Regions from separate parts of the Mus musculus genome. Here all the other regions are linked to region 3. A link is a contact called in public ChIA-PET, Micro-C and promoter capture Hi-C data. All regions are on one chromosome and are shown on one strand. The core of a region is the stretch at or near the end of the contact, and the rest is flanking DNA. Distances in the headings are between cores, read along the strand shown.

Region 1 (3,050 bases), core at 352-2,851, 380 kb before region 3:
TGAGGAACTAGAAATCTAAGAGAGCTGTCCGAGAATCGCCACGGTAAATCCAGGTGTTCACTTCAGTCTCTGGCCCAATCTGCTCTTTCTCCCACCAAAGTATCTGTCTTTAAAAATAATGTAGGGCTCAGCAGTAAACTCCTTACCTAGCATGCATAATAATTAACCCTCACTACACACACACACACACACACACACACACACACACACACACGAGCCGCTGCACATGTGCACACATAAATAATTTACAACAGGCCAGTGACCATTTTCCCCAGTCACCCTCAGAGCTCAATTCCACTTCTGCCTTAGTTAGCATCTGTAATTACTCCAGCAAATGAACCACTCTCTGGGTAACAGGCACATGCCTCTCAAACAAAACCTCTTGAGCAGCAACTGAAGAAGCAGTCTGCCAGGATGGCAAGGAATCTAAGTAGAATGCAGAGTGAACTGATGCAAAACACATGGACAACGCAAAAGACAGCCAGAGGCAGGAGTAATGTCTGCTATGTAAAACAGTGCCCTTGACCAAGTTCTGTAAATGCCTGACTTAAATTACAAACTGCCCATGTCTTCATGAGTAGGGACCAATTCCACTCTGTCATTTTCTTAACCCGTCCTAGAAGTCAGTAGTGACTCTAAAGAGGATTTAAGACCAGAGGATTTAAGACCAAATCTCAGGTGGGAATTGAACAGAGCTCCCCACGAGACTTAGAACCAGTCTAGAAGTCTTTCCTTCCTTCATTCAACAAGTGTTAGGTTGGGCCAAATACGCTGGGCAAAGAGAAAGCCACGGGGCAGTTTCTCCTGCAGCTTTTGCTCTAATAACTTGTGCATTCCACTGAACTATACAAGTAAAAATTCATTTAAAGTTTCTACAACAAACTAAACCTCAGAATCCAAAGGGGCCTGTAACAGAGAAATGTCCTTATTTTTCACATGGACCAGGGACCATCCAGTATCTTACTCAAGGTCACACTGCACAGTGACAGTCATGGACTGGACCCACCTCCCCCGGTCTTCCCCGCAACCCCCTATTCCAGTCAGTGCCCCACGTGTTTTTATCCTGAAGAACGATCCTCATTACATAAAGATCCGAGGCCACTACCTTCTAAAAAGGTGGAGTCAAGGCCAAAACAGGGGTAAGGAGAAGTGGAAAGGTGCTTCAGTTTCCCTGGGGAAAGGCGACCACGCAAAGGAGCTACAGCACAGGCTCCCCCATTTCTCCCCAGCTCCTCCCGCCCCGCCCTCTCCAAGCCCAACCTGGAGACGCGCGTGCGTCTCTAGAAAAGTACTCCTGCACTCACAAGGACTCGCACCAGCAACGCCATGTTCCTCCACAATCATTTCCGGGTGAAAGGTGGGCTTCCGGAATCCCGATTGTCACCACCCACTCAGCCGCTGTCCCCTTGCTAAAGGTAGTCAGGCTCTGGAGGCGGCGCAGGCGTAGTTTTCGCAACTGCGCACCCGCGGTTTTCCTGCCGTGGATCTGAATGAGGTTCCAGGACGCGAGACTCCTCGCCGGTCTTAAGTCGCTGCTGCGCGTCACAAGGGCTCACGTTCTTCCTCTACACACACCCCGGCCTGGCCTCTCACATCCCTCTCATCCTTCCGTTAACCCCTAACAGCCATTTCTTTCCTGACTCCGCCCCCAGGAGACCACAAGGCTCAGACTTCCCAATAGTTAAAAAAGAGGCCTGGGAGTCTGAGAACCTAAGGGCACAGTCCTGGAAAGCCAGAAAAGGAGGTGGTCAAGTACTGACCTGACGCTCGACAGAAGAGGAGCTTGAGGCTCGTGCTTGGCTGTAACACATCTTTGAATACTGACTGATAGGAAAGACTTAGTAAAGGAAGGCCAAGCATTGTGGCACACGCCTTTAACCCCAGTACTCAAGAGGCACAGACAGGCTGATCTCTGAGTTAGAAGACAGCCTTGTCCACAGAGTGAGTTCCAGGACAGCCAGGAGAAACCCTTGGCTCCAAAACAAAACAAACAAACAAACAAAGCAAAATTAGTAATTGAGGAGAAAGAAGGATGCGAGGAGTTGTCTGTGGCAATGGGCAAGTAGATTGTCTCAGTCAAAGAACGCTTACATCCCATGAGAAGTGGACAAGAGAAGACATTGCTGCTTCAGTGACTGACCAGGAGCCAGAGCTTAGAGGCTGAAGCACTTCCTGTCCACCAGTCAATAAAGACCTACTGAGTATTCAGTGTTCATTTAGCCTGCACTGGATACCAAAAAGGTGTGGACAACGCTGAGGAGCTTGTGAGTTAGTGGGGCAAGTACCGGTAGCGTAGGTCTGGGCAGACAACTCGTAAAAAAACAAAAACAAAAAAACCAACCAAACAAAAAAACACCTGATATGAAGGAAACAATAAATAGCTAATAAAAACAATATGGGTGATTACTTGGCCAGCTTAGCAGGATAAAGCCTATAGGAGAAACTGAGAGGTAAAGTGGGATTCAGGGTGATCTTTTGCCCCCTTCTTTCTCCCTTTTAAATAAAATTTGATGTAGCCCAGGCTGACCTCAGGCTCTATGTAGCTGAGGCTAGCCTTGAAATGCATTCATCTCCTGAGTGCCTATGATACTATGTCCAGCCTCTCAATTTTGGTTTGGTTTGGTTTGGTTTGCCTCTGTCTCCCAACTGCTACCACACCTGGCAAAATTCTGTATATTTATCGAGTTTCTGGTTTTTAAATGTTTGCGTGTGAAATGACTAAATTAACCTTGTGACAGAGTAAGACAATGGAGCAATTCCTCCGTCTTGTATTCTTGCTGAGGCCATTTCAGGTTTAATTAGAATTTGATCTCCTTGATGGAGACTCCTGTGGGAAATTACCCAACTCTATTCTAGGAACCCAAGGTCAGGATGCCCTAGTTAACCTGTCTTGGCTCCTGCTTGTGCCAACCTCCCCCTCCAGCTAACTGCTTACCCCAGCTTCTGTTAAACTGCTTGCTTATGTGAGGGACCCCTGCAGCTGCTGAGGAAATGCCAGGAAATGGGTTCTGCCTAAAAAAAAGAAAAGAAAAAAAAAAAAAAAAAAAAAA
Region 2 (3,001 bases), core at 356-2,855, 490 kb before region 3:
CCATCTCACCATTGTGTTCTTGCTCATTTTGGCCAAGGGCAGGCTCCCTGGGGCAGGCGGGGAACAACTGCAGAGATTTAGTGATTCATAGGTTTGTACAGCGTTTTATACTTTGCAAAGCACTTTATTAGCTCACAGCTGTCCACTCACATGAAACTCCTGTAGGCTCTGAGAGAGGCTGAGGGTAGCACTCATCTTACCCTCAGATGAAGCACAAGGAGGTCTTATTATCTGCCCCTGCCATCCAGGTGGCCCTGGCTGGGTCTTGTGTCCCCATCAGTGGGCCCTTCCAGGGTCCGAGAAAACTGTCTCTTCTAGTCCTCTCCTCTGGGCCTCCCTCCCCCAGTCCCCTGGTCCCTCTCCTCAGGTTGGTGCTCACTTCTTGAAAGCTCTAGGCCCCGCAGGCTCCCTGTTGGCTCCTGGCATTCCAAGGCCAGTTGCGAAAGAGCAGGGGATGGAGGCAGGCAGCCCAGGCTGCAGATGTGAGGGACACAGGGCCGGGCCCAGAGAGGGCTCAGCCTAGAGGCTTCCAATCTTGGATTCTTCTGCCTGCGGTCATCTGTTTGTCCATCAGCCCAGGTCAGAGCAGTCAGAGGGGCAAAGTACTAGAGCCCCCAGAGCTCAGCTTCCCCTCGGCCTGGGTGACATCACAGCATCTCAGTGTCGGTCACATTTTAAACTGATCAGCCTTTGTACAATGTTTTTTAAATCATTTCTAAATAAAACAGAAATACAGTGTTTTTTCCCCTGGGGTATGGGAACAAAGACCAGGGCATATGTGTGCCCGTAAGAAGTTTCAGGGAGAAAAGGGTACCCTGGGAGTGTACTTCTGCAGTTGCCTCGTGCATCTTCTAACCAGCAATCAATGTCCTGTCCTCCCCACCCCACCCCAACCCGTCACCCAGGAACCTCAGGAGTACGGGAGGGTCATTGTGGCAAGACTTCTCTGGAGACAGGGCACATGGGGCTATGGCCAGGCAGCAGCTCAGTTCTAGCGAGGGGGAAACCAGGATTCAACAGCATCAAGAGCCTGCCAGGACGCCTCATCTGATCCTGGCTCTTCCTCTTAAGGAAATCAGCCCAAGGACAGAGCTGAAAGGGGGCGTGGGAATGAGCTGGTTCGGGGGTCTGTCAAGTCTGAAGCTGAGGTGCAATTCTCTGAGGTGGCCCTGAGGGACTTTCAGTCTCCGCGATCTTTCTTGAATCTCTGCCCAGAGGGAGTAAGACAGGAAATCACAGGGTGAGGAGATAAAAGCCAGGCCAGGCCCAGGAGGGCATGAAGGCCAGGGGTGGCCGGGTCAGTACCAGGACGTGCAGGCGATTAGAAAGCGCACGTCGTCCAGTGGCCCCCACGGGCCAGGTTCCGGCTGAGGCTGCTGCGGACCCTGCGGCGCTGGAGGCTGGGGCTGCGCGGGCTCCGGGCCATCCTGGCCACCACTCAGGAGAGCGCCCATGGTCTGTAATAGAAGCCCATTTGGTACCATGCCAGAGCAAGTGTCACCCCACCCATCACCACCCTCTACCCGCGCGTGTCCTCACCTCAGGCAGTAAAGTGAAAGCAGAGCTGCACGGAAGCCGTCTGGCCTGGGAGGAGCAGCGTTATGACGCAGCCGAGACAGAGAAGGAAGGCCTTCGCACGCCAGGGGCGGGCCCCGTGAGCACGGGAAAGGCAGGGCCACTAGCCAACCACGCCCAGGGCCCAAGGCTCCGCCCCACTTAGAAGAAGGCCCTGCTAGAGCCACAGGAGGCGGCCTGGCTTCCCAAGGAGGCTACCCCATCTTCAAATTCAGGCAGGACCAGAATGCACTGCAGCTGAGTGCCTATGGCCTCACAAAGGCCCTGGCAGGGAGAAGAGCTGGGTGTCTCATTCTGAGGCCAGGGAGGGCCGAGAGGCTGGAGCTGGCTTGAAATGGAACCCAGAAGCCAGCACTACTTCCTCTTGTTCATCTCTTCTTTGAGGGGTGGGAGGGATCTCATTATGTATCCCTAGCTGTGCTAGAACTCAGTGTGTAGCCAGGCTGACTATGAACTGGAGATCCCCTCTGCCTCCGGGATTACTGGTGTGTTCCACCACCCCCTGCAGGTCTCCCATCCTGTTGAGGGAAAACACTGCATGTCATCCCACCCAACTTCCCCACAACCCAGGAACTGCTGTAGAAGGAGGTGTTGCAAACTGAGGCCACACACACACACACACAGCACACTGAGGATGGTGGGAGGCAGTCCTTTAATGGGGTGGGGCACAAGATAGCAGAACTTTCATCCAAGAGCCACAAGAACTGAAAGCCAGCATGACAGGGCAGGCTTTCCAGTAACAATTGTCAAGAGATGGCACAGGTGAAGGGTTGGGCAATCAATTCAGCTCTACCGAGCTCTGCCATGCCCCACTGCCAGCATCTGGTACAGACTAGCTCAGGCATGGAAAATGAGCCAAAGTCCAGAGGCAGGAGCCCACACGGCAGCATGGACGGTGACTCATGTGAGGCTGCAGAGAGAGGAATGGATTACATATCAGGAGCTGTTTTACAAGGTACACGTGGCCCCACCCTAGACCTGTTCTAGTTCAGTCCTTGAAAAGCCACACTTGGAACCCCACCTGTTCCAGGGTTCCAGACTGACTATATCCTGTGTAAGATCAAGCCTAAAACTCCCCACGTTTGAGACAGGAGCAAGGAAAAGTCAGTGAGAGCAGGATGTGCCCAGACCAAGCCTCTCAGAGACCAGGCCAAGGCCAAAACTGCCTTCCTTTTCCAGAACTCTTCATTACTGCTGATACAAAAAGTCACAAATACTAGACTGAAAAACAGACGTGCTCTCTCTAAGGATTAAGTGGATCACTGGTATTGGAGGAAGTAATCATTCATGATACTGAAACCGAGGTGCTCACTGTGTGCAGCATGCACAGGCTCGTGTCAGCTCTTTCCTCGGCTGCTTCTTCACTTTCCTTTTTGAGTCAGGGTCTCTCACTGAGCCTGGAGCTCACCATGGCTGCTAGGTGGAC
Region 3 (3,128 bases), core at 78-2,577:
TCAAAAGAAAAACTGAGAAAAGCTGTTTTCAAAAAAAAAACTTACCAGGTAACCGTTGGAAGAAGAGGCTATTTCCAACAAGATTACTGGGAAAACACTGTTGTCCAGTTGTACTGATTCCAGTTACTGATCTTTAAGCATAAAGTGAAACGAGAGTTCGCTTTCCTTGGCAATATCAGTTCTGTTGCTTGAGTTTGTTTTTGAGAGGGTCTACATAGCCCTGGCTGGAACACACTATGTAAAAACCAGGCTGGCCTCAGAGACCCTCCTGCCTCTGCTTCCTGAGTGCTGAGGTTTAAAGTATGAGTCACAACAACCAACTAAATAAAGCATTTAATAGGGCCAGTTATTTTACTGCTCAGCTTCGAAACCGCTGTGTACTGCCATCTGCTGAAGCTCGGATACTAGATAGTGTGAGGCAGAGGGGAGAATAGAAGGCTAGAAAACTGAAACCTCATTAACATGGCCTTTTGCAAAACAAAACTCATGCAGGTTTAGAAAAACTGAATGTGGTCTAGATCTAGGTAGATTTCCTGCCTAAGGGCACAGCTTCGCGCAAATGCAGTGGTCCAGGAATAGCTAATCAAAAGCCTTAATCTTACAGGTTCCCAGAATCCTCTAGCTATCAGCTGGAAAGGTGGGCAACAAGTTCGTAAAATAAACCCAATAAATAAAGAACGAACGCAAGACACAGCAGACATGGGAGCTGTCAAAATTCAACTTTTATTAACTCAGGGGTAGGGTGTCAGTCCAGGGAGCCCCAGGCTCCGCCGCTCAGCCGGTGATGCGCACGTCCGCGCGGCGCCGCAGCCGCCGAGCCCGGGCCGCCTCCGGTAGAATGGCCTGCAGCTGCTCCTGCACCAGCATCTCCACGATCTGCTCCTTGGTGCGGATGTCCGGCCGCAGCCACTGGCGGGACAGCTCCCGCAGCTGCCGGAAGGCTTCCCGGGGCCCGGCCGCGTCCTGGTAGCGAAACTGCCGGAAGCGCTGGCGAAAGGTCTCGGGGCCGGGCCGAGAGGCTCCGGGCCGCAGGGCGGCGTCAGCGTAGGGCGCCGTGTTCAAAGCTGCGGGCGCGCCGGGGAGCTCCGGGGCCGGGGAGCTCCCGGAATCGGGCGACGGGGCCGCACAGTCGCCGGCTCCTTCCTGCTGCTCGGGAGGCGCCGCGGGGCTTTGGGGGTCCTGGCTGGGCTGCGGCGCCGCCATGACTACGGCTGTTGGCGTCCCCCTTTGTTTCGCAGTCCGGCGCCTCGCCTGCGTCTGCACCGGAAGGAGGTAACAGAGGGCCGCTGAAGGGCAGGGCCCGGGCACCCCAGCGGGACGCGGACTCAGGACAGGCTGCGGGCAAGCCCAGCTTACCTCGACCCGCGAAGCTCCTCGGTGGCCGGAAATGAACCGATCCGCGAATCCGGAAGCCGCCTCCTCTACCAGTCACGTGAAGTTTGATCTGGGGAAGTCCGTAGACATCAGCTCTACTGACACTAAGGATGGCGGCACTGCAAGGTCCCCATTGGAGCCGGCGGACAAGTCGGACACGACAGAGTCGAAATCTGAGTCGGGATCGGATTCCAGATCAGAGGAAGACAAGGAGAGTCCGGCCTCGATTAAGGAGATAAAGGCGGAGACACCCCAACCGAAGGACCGCCCTGGCGTGCAGGTGACCTGCGCCTCCTAGGGTAGATGCTGGTCCCTACTTGACCAGGCAGGATCTGGGGGTAGCGCTGACAGTCCTGGGTAAAGGAGGGTGATGGTTGGCTAGGGGATTGTCGGAGCTTGGGCGGATGCCCTGGGTGGGACAGCGGGACAGGGGCTCCAATTACTTTTAAAAAGATCTCTCAAGCCCGTAATCCTAGAGCTAAAGGACACCTCCTGAGCTATAAATTGAGCTGAGAATCTCATTAAACACACACACACACACACACACACACACACACACACACACACACACACACACATATACTGTCGCCTGCATAGGTGCAATTGATTTCACTTTATTTTGAGAAGGACAAAGTATTTGGGCAAGAGTCTTCAGACTTTCCTGCCCCCAAACAAGTGCTCAGGGCTTCTTTGTCATTGTTTTTGCTTGTCCTCGAAAACCAAGAGAAAGAGATTCAGTGGGTACTACTTTAACTTTAAGATTAATAAGTGGGGGGCTGGAGAGATGGCTCAGTAGTTAAGAGCACTGACTCCTCTTCCAGAGGTCCTGAGTTCAATTCCCAGCAACCACATGGTGGCTTACATCTACAATGGGCTCTGATGCCCTCTTCTGGTGTGTCTGAAAAGAACAGCGGTGAATACATAAAATAAGTAAATACATCTTTGAAAAAAGTTTAATAAGTAAACTGTAATTAACGATGTCCCAGATGGTGGCCATTAGCTTCTTGTATTTACTGAATCTTTGAAAGGTAAATACCCCGAAATTGAGATGTATTAAAATGTAGAATTACGCATGTGTCTGTAGGAAAAGAAAAATATTTTGTATTTATTACATATTTGAGTATGTTATGTAATTTTGTATATATGGGGGTCAAATAAACTATATTATTAAATTTTACCTGTGTCTTTTTACTTTTAAAATACAACTACTTTGAAATTTTTAAATTACACATACAGTTTATAGTATATCTTTGTTGACTAGCTGCTGTCTAGAGTGTCGGAATCAGGTGTCAGGAAACATCTTTTCTTTGCTTTAACACCCCCAGCAATAAATAGTGCCTGCCTCACAGTTGTCAGGTGGAGTAAATCAAGCTCTGGAAAAGACAGAGCTTTCAGAGCTAGGGAGATGGAGCGGTTGGTAAGGATGCTTGGGATGATGGGATGAGATGAGCGTGGTACCCAAGCATTGTGAGTCCACAGCTCTGGGCAGCCCACGAAGTTCTAGGCTTCTATCCTCCTCCGGACAACTAAGTCTTCCAGAATGACCGGGTTCATTCAGCTTCTCTTGGCTTCTGACTGAATTGCTCTGCTTGGCCTCATACTAACTTTGGCACTCTCCTCCTCCCCCTCCTCCTCCTCCTCCTCCCCCTCCCCCTCCTCTTCCTCCTCCTCCTCTTCCTCCTCCCCCTCCTCCCCCTCTCCCCTCCTCCTCCTCCTCCTCCTCCTCCTCCTTCTTCTTCTTTTCTTGAGACAGG
Region 4 (2,926 bases), core at 389-2,888, 300 kb after region 3:
CATGAAATCCATCTCTGAGTCCTCACAAGCCAAGTGTGGCTCTGTGACCCGTCCTAACAGATGTTTGAGGCTTGTGGCATGGGGACAGCCTTCTGTGGTCACTGTTTTACCCGGCTCCAGACAAACGGCTGTTTAGACTGTGATCAGCTTTTCACTTATAGTCAGTGCTGCTGTAAAGCCTCGGTGAACAAGGCCCTGAAACCCTTTTCTGAGGCCGGTCGACACCTGCTCATTTTAGCCAGCTACACAGTGCAAGGCCACTGTTCAGCCCTGCCAGAGGCTTCCGAATCCATAGAGGTCTTCTTAGCTACCCAAGGGAAGGGACCTTGTTCCTCTCCAGTGACAGCTGCCTGAACCTACAGTCCCTCCTCTCCTGCCCTTCACCCTCCTCTAGGACTCCAAACTGACCTTTCCTCTGCCTATCTTAGCCAGGAAGCCAATTCCTGCAGCATGGGTCATGGCAGATCTCCTCTGGGCCAGTAGCTGTAGTTGGTGGGAGTCCAAACAGCACAAACCCTGGGAGAAAGGGAAGGTTGGTTGTTTTTTTTTTTTTTTTTTTTTTTTTTTTTTGAAGGGAGGCATGGGTGGGCCAGTAGTGTGAGAAGCTGGTACATGAAATTGCTCTGGGTCTTGAGGGATGAGTAGGAGTTTGTCACTGAGAGATGGTGGGAGGGCATTGCAGGCTCAGGCAAGAGGAGAGGCTAGGACTAGAATAGTGGGGTAGAGATGTGAGGAGGGTGGGCAGGCAGTGGAAGAGAAGAAAGAGGCCTGGAGGAGCCTCAGTTGCATACCTAGTATTCTCCAGGGACAGCTGTGTGGGAGCCAGGGGAGGAGGCACATCCATTTGACACCTATTGAATGCCATGATCCAGTACGAAGAGCTTACCTCTATTCTTTATCTCTTCGGTTTCTTAAGGAGGTAGATGCTTATGTGGTCCCGATTGTGCGGGTAGAAAAACGAGCTCAGGGAGAAGCACGGACTATGGTCCGTGATCACAGAGCCCCCGTGAGAGGGAGGACAGGTGCCCGGCCACGAATTCCAGAGATGCGTTAGCCAGCCAGGTACTGCTGCCCAAAACAAGGGTTCTCCAGGAAGCGGGTCACCGGGAGGGGGCACCCGATCCTAGAGGCAAGAACCCTAACGGGAGAAAGAGGGGTGAGAAGAAGCCTGACTCCCGCAGCGAGACCCAGACCAGCCGCATCTTTCCCGTGCCTCAGTTTTCCTACCCCACAGTGAACGCAGCCAAAACACCTTCCTGCCGACCCACTCAATAACCCAGGTTTCCAAGTTCGCGCGCCACCGCGGCCAGCGCTGTGTAACCTCGCTCCGGTAGTCTGCCCTCTCTGGACGATCGGTCGCAGATTCCCAAGCGCTCTTTCCGCTACACACCCAGCGTCCGCAGCCGCGGTGCCCCTCCCCTCCCCTTCCCTTCCCCGGGCGGGCGGCGGGGGTGGCGCGCCGGGCCCCGAGCGGCCCCCGCGGTCCCCCGCAGCCCCGGGCCCCCGGCCTGATCCGCGCCTGGTTTTGGGCGCAGCCGCGCGGCCCCCTCCCCCGCGCGCGTCTCCCCGCCCCCCGCCCCCTCCCCGCCGCTCTCGGGGAGCCGGGGCCGCGCGGCTCCTCCTCCCGCAGCCGCATCTGGGGCGCCGCGCCGGCCGGAGGAGAGGCATGGGGCGCCCGCGGGCCGGGGCCGGGGCCGGGGCCTAGGCGAGCGAAGCTTAGAGCGAGCGGAACGAGCGAGCGAGCGGAGCGGGCGCAGCGCAGAGGCCGAGTGGACCGAGGCGGTCGAGCGCAGGGCGCAGGTGAGCGCGCGGGGGTGGCACGCGTCAAGACCCTCCTCCGAGGCTAGATCGGGGGCAGCCCCCAGCCGCGGGCAGACCCCGGGACAGATGCGCTCAGCGACGGGGTCTCCCGGATCCTCTGACGGGCAGTGGCGCCCGGGCCTGGGGACCGACGCGGGCCGGCCCCTCCGATGCTGTCGGCCCTTCCCTGGCCGGGGCGCAGGAGCGGTTCCCGGCCCTCCATCCGCAGGCGGCTGGCAGCGGCAGCCCCCTCCCAGCCGCGTGTCCGGGCGGCCGGGGCTTCCTTGCCTTCAGCCTGCCGCACGCTCGTACTCCCTTCCCGGGATCTCCCCGGGACCGGGCATCCGGGGAGGGGGCGGGCGACCCCGCGCCGCATCGCCCCCGGAGCGCTCGTCTGCCCGGGAGGGGCCGAGCGACCCTGGCACCTGGGCTGTGGGGGGGCCGCTCACATGGCCACGGGAGGCCCCCACGTGCGGCGCCCCGCGGGAACGGGGGTTCGCGTACAGAGCGGGTGGAGGATAGACCAGGTGGCTGCGGAGGCCAGCTGGGTCCAGATGTGCAGGGCCTGCTGGGAGGGGACATGTGCTACCTGGGCAAGTGATGGTCCCTGGGCCTCCTTGGGCAGAGCTTGCCTTGTCGGATTCCCCATCCAGCCCTTCATCCATCTCCTTTCTCGCGTTCTTCTATGCTGCCTGTGTTGCGGAAAGGGCTGTCACCGACTGTTGATGTTGTGGGGGAAAATGAAATGGGGGAAGGGTGGTGGGTAGGTGGGTGGGTGAAGGCCAGTTGTGGCGGAGATACCCAAAGGATGGGGAACCTTACGCTTGGAGGACTGTGCTGATGGGGGGGGGGGGAATGTCCCAGCACCTCCACCTGCTTGGAAGTAGAAAATGCAGAGGGGGAGGGGGCTGCAGTCCCCAGCCCTAAGGAGGCTGGACTGCCCCGCCTCTACTCTTGGCACCTCCTGTGCGGTGGGGGAGGGTCCGGTCCCTCTGCCTCTGTGGCTTCACCAGACAGGACCATGTCAGAATGCCTGTTGGAGGAGTCTGTGGAATTCTTCCCTCAGGTGGCTACCTCTCTCCCCTTCCTCTGGTATAGAAAACTGTGGGCTGCCTGGGCCAAGGGT

What was found. Promoter capture Hi-C pulls out the DNA fragments that hold promoters and counts their contacts. Hi-C and Micro-C count contacts between places; a contact is called where the count stands out from the background. ChIA-PET counts read pairs in DNA pulled down with a chosen protein or histone mark.
Region 1: an RNA polymerase II ChIA-PET map of memory CD8 T cells shows a contact between it and region 3, with 11 read pairs. The contact joins the promoter of Uqcc1 here to the promoter of Cnbd2 in region 3. A contact is called at or near these places in 4 of 39 promoter capture datasets (the C10 cell line, liver and pre-B cells), 2 of 115 datasets of contacts at active chromatin or transcription factors (effector CD8 T cells and memory CD8 T cells) and 1 of 9 other capture datasets (adipose tissue).
Region 2: a contact with region 3 is called in a promoter capture Hi-C map of 3T3-L1-derived adipocytes, with 4 times the contacts expected there. The contact joins the promoter of BC029722 here to the promoter of Cnbd2 in region 3. A contact is called at or near these places in 21 of 39 promoter capture datasets (the 3T3-L1 cell line, 3T3-L1-derived adipocytes, the C10 cell line and 15 more), 1 of 484 Hi-C or Micro-C datasets (CD8 T cells), 7 of 115 datasets of contacts at active chromatin or transcription factors (bone marrow-derived macrophages, effector CD8 T cells, embryonic stem cells and 4 more) and 2 of 9 other capture datasets (adipose tissue and liver).
Region 4: a Micro-C map of embryonic stem cells shows a contact between it and region 3, with 3 times the contacts expected there. The contact joins the promoter of Dlgap4 here to the promoter of Cnbd2 in region 3. A contact is called at or near these places in 3 of 39 promoter capture datasets (hippocampal neurons, liver and stem cell-derived epiblast-like cells), 1 of 484 Hi-C or Micro-C datasets (embryonic stem cells) and 1 of 115 datasets of contacts at active chromatin or transcription factors (embryonic stem cells).

Annotation. Positions count from the first base shown.
Region 1 is chr2:155,928,709-155,931,758 of GRCm38.p6, forward strand. It overlaps Uqcc1 (ubiquinol-cytochrome c reductase complex assembly factor 1), which reads right to left and starts at 1,602. Exons shown (of 10, transcript NM_018888.4): 1 at 1,305-1,602. The coding sequence starts at 1,328.
Region 2 is chr2:155,817,627-155,820,627 of GRCm38.p6, forward strand. BC029722 (cDNA sequence BC029722) reads right to left here and starts at 1,606. Exons shown (of 2, transcript NM_001384169.1): 1 at 1,540-1,606; 2 at 104-1,457. The coding sequence starts at 1,454. The coding sequence ends at 1,299. It overlaps Mmp24 (matrix metallopeptidase 24), which reads left to right. Exons shown (of 9, transcript NM_010808.4): 9 at 1-740. Eif6 (eukaryotic translation initiation factor 6) reads right to left here. Exons shown (of 6, transcript NM_010579.2): 6 at 2,211-2,485. The coding sequence ends at 2,476.
Region 3 is chr2:156,311,146-156,314,273 of GRCm38.p6, forward strand. Cnbd2 (cyclic nucleotide binding domain containing 2) reads left to right here and starts at 1,328. Exons shown (of 13, transcript NM_027585.2): 1 at 1,328-1,654. The coding sequence starts at 1,388. Scand1 (SCAN domain-containing 1) reads right to left here and starts at 1,559. Exons shown (of 2, transcript NM_020255.3): 1 at 1,357-1,559; 2 at 701-1,257. The coding sequence starts at 1,203. The coding sequence ends at 775.
Region 4 is chr2:156,612,059-156,614,984 of GRCm38.p6, forward strand. It overlaps Dlgap4 (DLG associated protein 4), which reads left to right and starts at 1,639. Exons shown (of 13, transcript NM_146128.6): 1 at 1,639-1,800. It overlaps Gm14169 (predicted gene 14169), which reads right to left and starts at 1,364. Exons shown (of 4, transcript NR_040372.1): 1 at 1,228-1,364; 2 at 887-1,138; 3 at 409-516.